Linked DNA regions of Mus musculus: regions 1 and 2 are each linked to region 3. A link is a contact called in public promoter capture Hi-C data. All regions are on one chromosome and are shown on one strand. The core of a region is the stretch at or near the end of the contact, and the rest is flanking DNA. Distances in the headings are between cores, read along the strand shown.

What was found. Promoter capture Hi-C pulls out the DNA fragments that hold promoters and counts their contacts.
Region 1: a contact with region 3 is called in a promoter capture Hi-C map of liver, with 6 times the contacts expected there. The contact joins the enhancer-like site here to the promoter of Apcs in region 3. A contact is called at or near these places in 7 of 39 promoter capture datasets (cranial neural crest, embryonic stem cells, frontonasal cranial neural crest and 3 more), 1 of 15 datasets of contacts at CTCF or cohesin (large pre-B cells), 5 of 484 Hi-C or Micro-C datasets (cortical neurons and liver), 2 of 115 datasets of contacts at active chromatin or transcription factors (large pre-B cells and liver) and 2 of 9 other capture datasets (adipose tissue and pancreatic islet).
Region 2: a promoter capture Hi-C map of liver shows a contact between it and region 3, with 6 times the contacts expected there. The contact joins the promoter of Crp here to the promoter of Apcs in region 3. A contact is called at or near these places in 2 of 39 promoter capture datasets (both in liver) and 2 of 9 other capture datasets (liver and pancreatic islet).

What each region holds. Positions count from the first base shown.
Region 1 is chr1:172,651,028-172,653,918 of GRCm38.p6, reverse strand. Gm35601 (a long non-coding RNA gene) reads right to left here. Exons shown (of 5, transcript XR_001779542.2): 4 at 2,346-2,493. Among named protein-coding and RNA genes, the nearest start is that of Gm35601, 19 kb to the right of the region's middle. Within about 2 kb of position 1,593, at least 12 of the 459 cell types and tissues checked have an H3K27ac peak or open chromatin away from gene starts, as enhancers often do. A contact at or near this core is called in liver and pancreatic islet, where this site is marked.
Region 2 is chr1:172,696,517-172,699,493 of GRCm38.p6, reverse strand. Crp (C-reactive protein, pentraxin-related) reads right to left here and starts at 1,438. Exons shown (of 2, transcript NM_007768.4): 1 at 1,294-1,438; 2 at 1-1,080. The coding sequence starts at 1,357. The coding sequence ends at 467.
Region 3 is chr1:172,893,696-172,896,434 of GRCm38.p6, reverse strand. It overlaps Apcs (serum amyloid P-component), which reads left to right and starts at 1,381. Exons shown (of 2, transcript NM_011318.2): 1 at 1,381-1,614; 2 at 1,725-2,474. The coding sequence starts at 1,548. The coding sequence ends at 2,332.

The DNA of each region.
Region 1 (2,891 bases), core at 344-2,843, 240 kb after region 3:
TTAACAGAGGTGGGAACTGGAAGCTAGCCATATCATCTCAGGGTAGGGCACACCAGCCAGAAAAAGATTCTAAGAATCTGGAGGGGGAGAAACTGACCAACTTTGTAACCACACTCACCTCCTGGTCAGTACTATTTTCCCTGTCCTTGCACCCTTTCCTGGCAGGAATCCCACACTGCCCCTCTGAGGTTCAGCTCCTTCCTGAATGGCACGACACTTGCCCTTCCCCAAGCCTTAATGTTTTCTAAGTGAAAAGATGTGTGGTGTGTGTGTGTGTGTGTGTGTGTGTGTGCATCTCTGTGTGTCTGTCTGTGTGTGTTTCCATATGTGTATGTGTTTCTGTATGTGTGTGTGCATATGTGTGTGTTTATGTGTCTGTGTGTTCCTGTATGTGTGGGTGTCTGTTTGTGTGTGTGTGTGTGTGTCTGTGTGTGTGTCTGTCTGTCTGTGTGTGTCTGTGTGTGTCTGTGTGTGTGTTTCCATATGTGTGTGTGTTTCTGTATGTGTGTGTGCATATGTGTGTGTTTATATGTCTGTGTGTTCCTGTATGTGTGGGTGTCTGTGTGTGTGTATGTGTGTCTGTGTGTCTGTGTGTCTGTGTGTGTGAGAGAGAGAGAAACTTTCTTAGCTATTTCACAGATGCTGAGCAGATAGAATTGTATTAGAGCAACTACAATGTAAAAATGACTATGCCTGCCTCTCCTACAGGCATTATCTGGAGGGAAGGACTATTTAATGTGAAAGAGCAATCACAGCTCCATCTGCCCTGGCACTCCAGAGGAACTGGGGTTCAAAAAACTAATTTTTTTTCTTAATTATTTAAACATATTACTTTAATTTGTAGTTCTTTTTTTAAAAAAACTATTGGTTTTTCTTCACAATTAAAAATATATACTTATTAATCAAGACCTCTGAGGTCTCTGTTTAGAGGCGATAACTGAATCATCTCTCTTATCTCCCTTTTTAATCAAATATAGTTCTAGGAATAAATACAGACGATTTGAATTTTAATGAATTCTAAGACTGATACTTGACGGTGTAAAAAAAAATCAGAGGTTTTGGTTTTCTAGGACAAGGGAGAAATTATTGCAGAGGTTACACTGGACAGTGGGAAAATCATGAACTCAATCTCATTTGGCTAATCCCTCTCCACCCCTGGCCCCCACCTCTCCACACAACAACAATACAGATTTTGCAAAGTTCCGGTGAAAATTACAGAGCCTGCCTATGGAGTGTCTGCGGCAGGGTTTCACAGGTGCTTGGTGAATCGTAGCAAATGTTATTATTAGCTCGCTTATCTATGACGTGCCCCATCATCTTCCACTGTAAACACGTTGCTTCCTCGTCAAGAGAACAGAACGCAAGGCTGGAAAAGCACCCAGGTAGAGTGGCCAAAATTCCATTCTGAGGGCAGAAAAATGGGCAGCAATACGAGCCTTATCTCCAGGCTGCTCTCTGAATCTTTGAACAACAACAAACCTCTGCACCTTTGCTTTCTCACCCGAAAGTCGGCGGTGTTGAACATAATTCTAGATACAAAGGTCTCCGGTGCTCGCATTACCTTGCTGGGCAAAGAGAGGGCTGAGAAAGGCTGTCCTGGGCTGCGGACTGCCTATTCCTAGATGACCAGGCTTTACCTCCTGTGCCATCTCACGTTCTCCCTCACACCCCCAATCCGGACTCTGATCTCTGGACTCTGCCCCAATGGCACAGACTTAGATCACGAAGGCCAGATCTAAACACACCACAGACACCCACTCCCCTGAGATATGGGATAACATGCTAACGTTATCTTAAGCCTCAGTTTTCTCCTCTGTAAAAGAGTAATAATCACCTCGTGGGGTTTCTATGAAGATGAAATGATATTTATATTGGAAATGATTTATGAGCTATCTGGCACTGTGCAATGTTAATACCGCAACTGTGATTATTGCTGATTAATGCCATTCAAAGCCTATGGGTAGCAGCCCAAGAAGTTGGATTCTGAGTTGGAGACTTCAGGGTCATCAATTTCAGCTCCTGCCCCTTGTGGATTTTCGGAGGTCGGTGGAATCAGGCCGAATGACATTGAACTTTGCTGTAATCGGGTATTGATTCTGGTTTTCCTAACACAGAACAGAGGTTTGTTTAAACTTTTACTTAAAGGCAAGTGACAGGAACTGGTTTTAATGGTCCGGAAAAGTTTTCACCCCATTAGCAATACCCTGCCCACATGACCTCAGGTTTTCCTGTTTCAAGAGGCAATTGCAGAATTTCTGGAGAGCTACCGTATACTAATGGTAACAAATCCATCAGTTGCTGGAAAGAACTGGCACACCTCTACTCTAAAGTGTGGTTGGGCTTACCATTCCACAGGACAGCAGCTTTCTGTGGTCGTAAAGAAGCGGTAGGAAAGGCTGCCCAACAAGACACTGAGTGTGCCAGCGAGCTCCTTAGATGTTTCCTGCACAGTGCTGGTGCAGTGCTGTGGAACATCTTCCAGAGCTTTCTCCTCTGTGCCAAAGGTGAAAAGCTATGCATTAATAAAAGGTCTTGAGCAGTTCCTTTAGAACATACTCCGAGGTGTTAAGTTCCCTGAGCAGTCAGCCTTAGGAAAGCTTTCATCTCTCTCTCTCTCTCTCTCTCTCTCTCTCTCTCTCTCTCTCTCTCTCTCTCTCTCTCTCTCTCTCTCTCTCTCTCTCTCTCTCTCCCTGTCTGCCTCTTGCTCACTCCCCTCCTCCCTCTGACCTTCCCATCAACACCTGCAGATCACATGCCCCTAGACAGACAAGCCTGGACCCATAAACAGAAGAGTAAGCAACTCCTCATATGGTGTAACTGGAGACATATCCCAATCCCCACTGCCCAAAATATCTTCCCCGCCAAATGCCATGGTGCCGAAAATTCCCAGT
Region 2 (2,977 bases), core at 189-2,688, 200 kb after region 3:
GCTAATAATAAGACATCATGAATTTGAGAGAGAATTTGGAAGGATAGGAAAGGATCTGAAGAGGGAGGGATAGAAAGTATGTAAATACAGCACTCAAGATGACATTATAAAACAAAAACAATAAAAAATTATTCTCCTTTCTGTGCATCTATTTTTTCATCTATGTGAGGGAGAAGAATTATGTCTGAAATTTTTTCAATTATATATATATATATGGATATTTACATATATATATATAAAACCATGGGTAAGTCAGATTCTCTTTGGTAGAGTCCTAGTGGGATGCTTATGCTGGAAGCCTTCCATTTAAATTCCGTGCTCTAGTGCTGAGGACCACAAAGCAGAGAAGTGAAAGGCCATATTCACAGAACAGACCTACAACATCTGCTGGGGCTAAAAGGTTCATAACCCGAGACAAGGGAGAGAATGTAATCCCAGGAGGTGCTTCAGGGCTCACAACAGTAGGTCAGGACCACAGCTGCGGCTTAATAAACACATCACCCTGTGCTTTATAGTTCAGTGCCCGCCAGTTCAAAACATTGGGGCTGAGTGTCCCACCAACATAGACTGTGCTGATCTGTTCTGGAGATAGCACAAAGTCCCACATGTTCACATCTCCGATGTCTCCCACCAAAGACTGCTTTGCATCAAAGTCACCGCCATACGAGTCCTGCTCCTGCCCCAAGATGATGCTTGCATCTGGCCCCACAGTGTAGCCCTTGTGCAGACTTTTCCGCACCTTGGGTTTCCCATCAATCCAGAACTCTACAATCCCCGTAGCAGACTCCCAGCTGGCACAGATGTGTGTTGGAGCCTCAGGAATCTCTGAAACCATGAATCGTACTTCAGCACCACCCACTCCAAAAGTATACTGTTTATCCTTATTCCAAAATATGAGAATGTCGTTAGAGTTCTTCTTGGTAGCATAAGAGAAGACACTGAAGCTGCGCACTGTGCTCAGAGCAGTGTAGAAATGGAGACACACAGTAAAGGTGTTCAGTGGCTTCTTTGACTCTGCTTCCAGAGACACATAGGAAGTATCTGACTCCTTGGGAAATACAAAGGCCTTTTTAAACATGTCTGTGAAACAGAAAACCAAGAAAGTAAGTAGTTTCTCAGATAATGAAGACTTATTCCTCCCTTACAGGTAGAGTTTGGGATCAAGGGTCATCTGGTCCTCTCCCAGGTTACATAAATACACAGCTACCCTGATCCTGATCCTTGATTCCTTATGCAAAATATTAAGTTCCGACCATTCTCCCATAGGGAAAAGATCTTTATGATAGCTCCTACCTTCATGACCAAAAGTCCGAGAGAAGCTGATCATGATCAGAAGGCACCAGAGTAGCTTCTCCATGGCTATGGATGCTGCTGGGATCTGGACTAAGAGGACAGTGTTTTGTCTGAAAGATCAAGGACAAGGAGTCCTGGAACGCTTGCCTCGGGCCCAGCCCATCCTCAGATTTATAACTATAGCAGATGGAGGGGCTGAACCACTTTGTAAATGATTTCCTAACACTGCCTCTTGGGGTAAACGTCAGACCACTGGGAGAAAGAGAAGCAAAAAAAAAATCATTCTAGAACAGAGAAATCAATGTGGGTTATTTATTACAAACTCCTGTGACCCCTGAATCACCAGCTTCTGTGTGACAGGAAAAATGAGAAAGCTTCCCAAGGCTCCACTTGGCCTAGCTCTACTGAGAAAAATAATGGGAAATTTTAGCTTAATAGATGAGCACTTGTGTGTGTGCATATGATGGCTGCATCTCCAGTGTCTGCTAACCTGTCCTGGAAGCTGCTCTTTTCCATATTGGGAAATGAAGAAAACAAGCATTCCATTCCCAGTACCAAGAACAAACTTTCCCTGGCCAACTGCCTAGACTTATCAGAGACCTTTGACTGAATGGAACACCTGTCCTATCCCAAATGTACCATTGGTCACAATCTTGTGTAACAGACTGGGTTTTGTTTGTTTGATGTTTTGGGTTTTTTTTGGTTTGGGGGTTTTGGGTTTTGGGGGTTTTTGGGGGGTTTTTTTGTTTTTTTGTTTCTTTTTTATAATGTGGAAGCTTCAGGGAGGAGGCAGGATAGTCAGCATTTGCTTCTTTTGTTCAGAGTCTAAGAAGTCCCTCCACACTGCCTAGCAACAGTTAAGCAGTTCTCTGCTTACCTCAGTCTTCTAGTTGAATACCATGCTCCTTGGCCTTGCTTCTGAACCCCGCACAAGCTCATCCATTCTTTCATTCCATTCATGAGTTGCCCTCTAATTGAGAAATTAGAGAAAAATAGTGTATCCCCTGAAGCAGAGAACCATTCATTCAGTAATTCCATTTTTAGTTAGATGCATTCCCATCCTAACAAAGTCAATTTCTCAGCATCAGCTATAGGTCAGAATGAGATTTGGACAGAAAAGAGACATTCTCTAGGTTGTATCCTTTATAGTGAAGATACAAGGCTTCCCTTTTACTACTTCCTTGTCCTCTGGTTAGGACTGATGGGAGAGGGAGAGGGAGAAGGGGAGGGGGAGGAGGAGGGGAGAGAGGGGAGGGGGAAGGGAGAAGGAGGGGAAGGGAGGGAGAGGGGAGGAGGGGAGGGGGAGAGGGGAGGAGGGGAGGGGGAGAGGGGGGGAGAGGGAGAGGGGAAGGGAGGGGGAGAGGGAGGGGAGGGGGAGGGGGAGAGGGAAAGGGAGGGAATCACCTTTCCTTAACAAGCTGCAAGCAGAGGTTGACACAGCAACTCAATAGGTTGAACCAGTAAATACTATCATAAAGCCATTGTTTTAACCCTTGACTATCATATACACAAATACTCATTTAAAGAATATGCAGTCTTAAATTTTGTCAAATTGTTATGAATTTGGTCATTCTCCTATTGAAGCTTGGTTGCTACCACTCTGTGTCTTTCCACTATAAAATCTACCTGCTTTTCTGACTCCCCATAAGAAATAAACAGTTGCTGAATGTATCTAAGGTCAAAC
Region 3 (2,739 bases), core at 132-2,631:
ATTTAGGATTTGCATAAAAAGAGAAGGATCATAGAGAACTTCAAGGCAATGAACAGAAGTAACAAAGCCAGGATGCAATTCATAAGTAAAGAGTAACAAATAGAGGTGTTTGAGTGGAAAAAAAGATTGATTCAGAGATTATAGGCAAGGGGGAGCAATACTGGAGATTGCATGGACTTCCAAGAAGAAGGATCAGTATTTAAAATGCATGAAATAATATGATGTGTAACTTCAACTAGCTCTAGTCCTCACTCATACTTTGCAAGTTATATAAGGCTTCACAACCTGAGATTCAGCTTAGATTATGAAAAAAAATAGATTTTAAAAAAATGCCCAGAGATGAGGATTTGAAAGATAATGAAAGCAGAATTGGAGAAAATGATTACCCACGGTAGTTTTTGTGTCATTGAAAAGCCTAATTAACCCGAGATGAGCTGAGAGGAAAGAAAGTAAATAATAAGAAGCTAGACAAAAAGAATGGTAATAAAGATTCCATAGACTTTAGAGGTGAGAAAGAAAATCAAGCAAGCAGAAAGGGGGGGATCAGCTTGATGTCTTAGAAGCTGAGCAGGTTTGAGTGGTGATTAATAAAGGTTGAGTTTTAAATTAGCAGGAGAGAAAAATAGGTATGAAGTTCATCAGTACTGTAAAAGAGTTGGCCCCCACCTAATCTCCACACCTAATGAGCCTGGGAATGAGTGTACAAATGTGAGCATATTGCAACAATGAGGTCATCAGCAAAGGTATCCCTTAACGCCCAAGGGTTCAAAGGAAAGAGTGGAAAACAGGAAGATGCTGACATTTCAGCAGGTGCATATGCCACCAAAACCAAGTAGTCATAATGAGAAATGAGCAAGTTTAAGAAAGCATCATGACTCATAAAATAAGGGACAGCTGAGTAATAGTTGTAGAAAACTAGCATTCTCCGGGGCAAACAGAAGGATTGTACTTCAACTGTCTCTATCCTCTTTGTAATGCCTGGATATGTTACTCAGTATTTGAGTAATCAAAATCAAAGAGACAACTAAATTTTTTTAGGGTGCTTGGCAGAAGATAGAACTCTAGAATGATCTACACAGAAAAGACCACTTCACTTAACTTTAATAGGTATGTTATCACCCTGTTCCCATATCTTCTTCTAGGAAAGCACAGGGTCATGAGAGAGAGACCCAGCTGCAGAATGGAGAACTCATGTGACCAACCTGGTCTCTTGTTCTATCTGTAGGACCTTGAAGATTTGCAGCTCTTCCCTTCCCAGCAATGAAATCTGGGTCACAGGGGTTAGAGCTCTAGCACTGGCTCGTGTCTAATGAATAACTGTTATTGATTTCCCAGCACAGGGGCTAATCATTTATTTTCTAACAACAGCTCTAATTATTAGCAGAACGAAGGAGGATCTGGGAGTACCTCACATGGTATTACTTCTCTCCACCCTTCATTGTCATCCAAGGTACATACAAAACCTGAAATCTGAAAAGCATAGGCAGACACCACACTTTTGTTCCACACCCAAGTAACAGCTGCTGCTGTCATACCCTGGACCAAGCATGGACAAGCTACTGCTTTGGATGTTTGTCTTCACCAGCCTTCTTTCAGAAGCCTTTTGTCAGACAGGTAAGAAGCTTTGGCTGCTGTCAGGGAGCATAAAATGAGAAAAGATGAATCTGAGATATTGTTTGTCTGAATTTGTTGAAATGCATTATATTTCTTATTTTATCTCACAGACCTCAAGAGGAAAGTATTTGTGTTCCCCAGAGAATCTGAAACTGATCATGTGAAGCTGATCCCACATCTAGAGAAACCTCTGCAGAATTTTACACTGTGTTTCCGAACCTACAGTGACCTTTCCCGCTCTCAGAGTCTTTTCTCCTACAGTGTCAAGGGCAGAGACAATGAGCTACTAATTTATAAAGAAAAAGTTGGAGAATACAGCCTATACATCGGACAATCAAAAGTCACAGTCCGTGGTATGGAAGAATACCTTTCTCCAGTACACCTATGTACCACTTGGGAGTCCTCCTCTGGCATTGTTGAATTTTGGGTCAATGGAAAGCCTTGGGTAAAAAAGTCTCTGCAGAGGGAATACACTGTGAAAGCCCCACCCAGTATAGTCCTGGGACAGGAGCAGGATAACTACGGAGGAGGGTTTCAAAGGTCACAGTCCTTTGTAGGAGAGTTTTCAGATTTATACATGTGGGACTATGTGCTGACCCCACAAGACATTCTATTTGTGTACAGAGATTCCCCTGTCAATCCTAATATTTTGAATTGGCAGGCTCTTAACTATGAAATAAATGGCTACGTAGTCATCAGGCCCCGTGTCTGGGATTGAGATCTTACAACAAAACCTCATGGACATCAGATGGCCGATGTGTAAGAGGTCAAGGCAGCAGAATTCACTCTATCTGGAGCTTTTTCTTCTTTGTGAACATCTTGTATACATATCTGCCAAATAAAAATCCTCTCCAATTCCACCTGTATTGTTTTGCTGCTTGACATAATGTCAAACGCTTTCTCTTGGCTCTATGTCTTTTGATAATTGCTGTTTCAGTATCTAGAAAAATCAAGTTATAAACCAGGGGGATACCAACCAAAGAATACACATGGAGGGACTCATGTAGCAGAGATTGGCCATGGGAGAGAAGCCCTTGGTTCTGAGAAGGCTCAATACCCCAGTTTAGGGGAATCACAAGACAGGGAAGAGGGAGTGGGTGGGTTGGTGAGCAGGGGGAGGGGCAA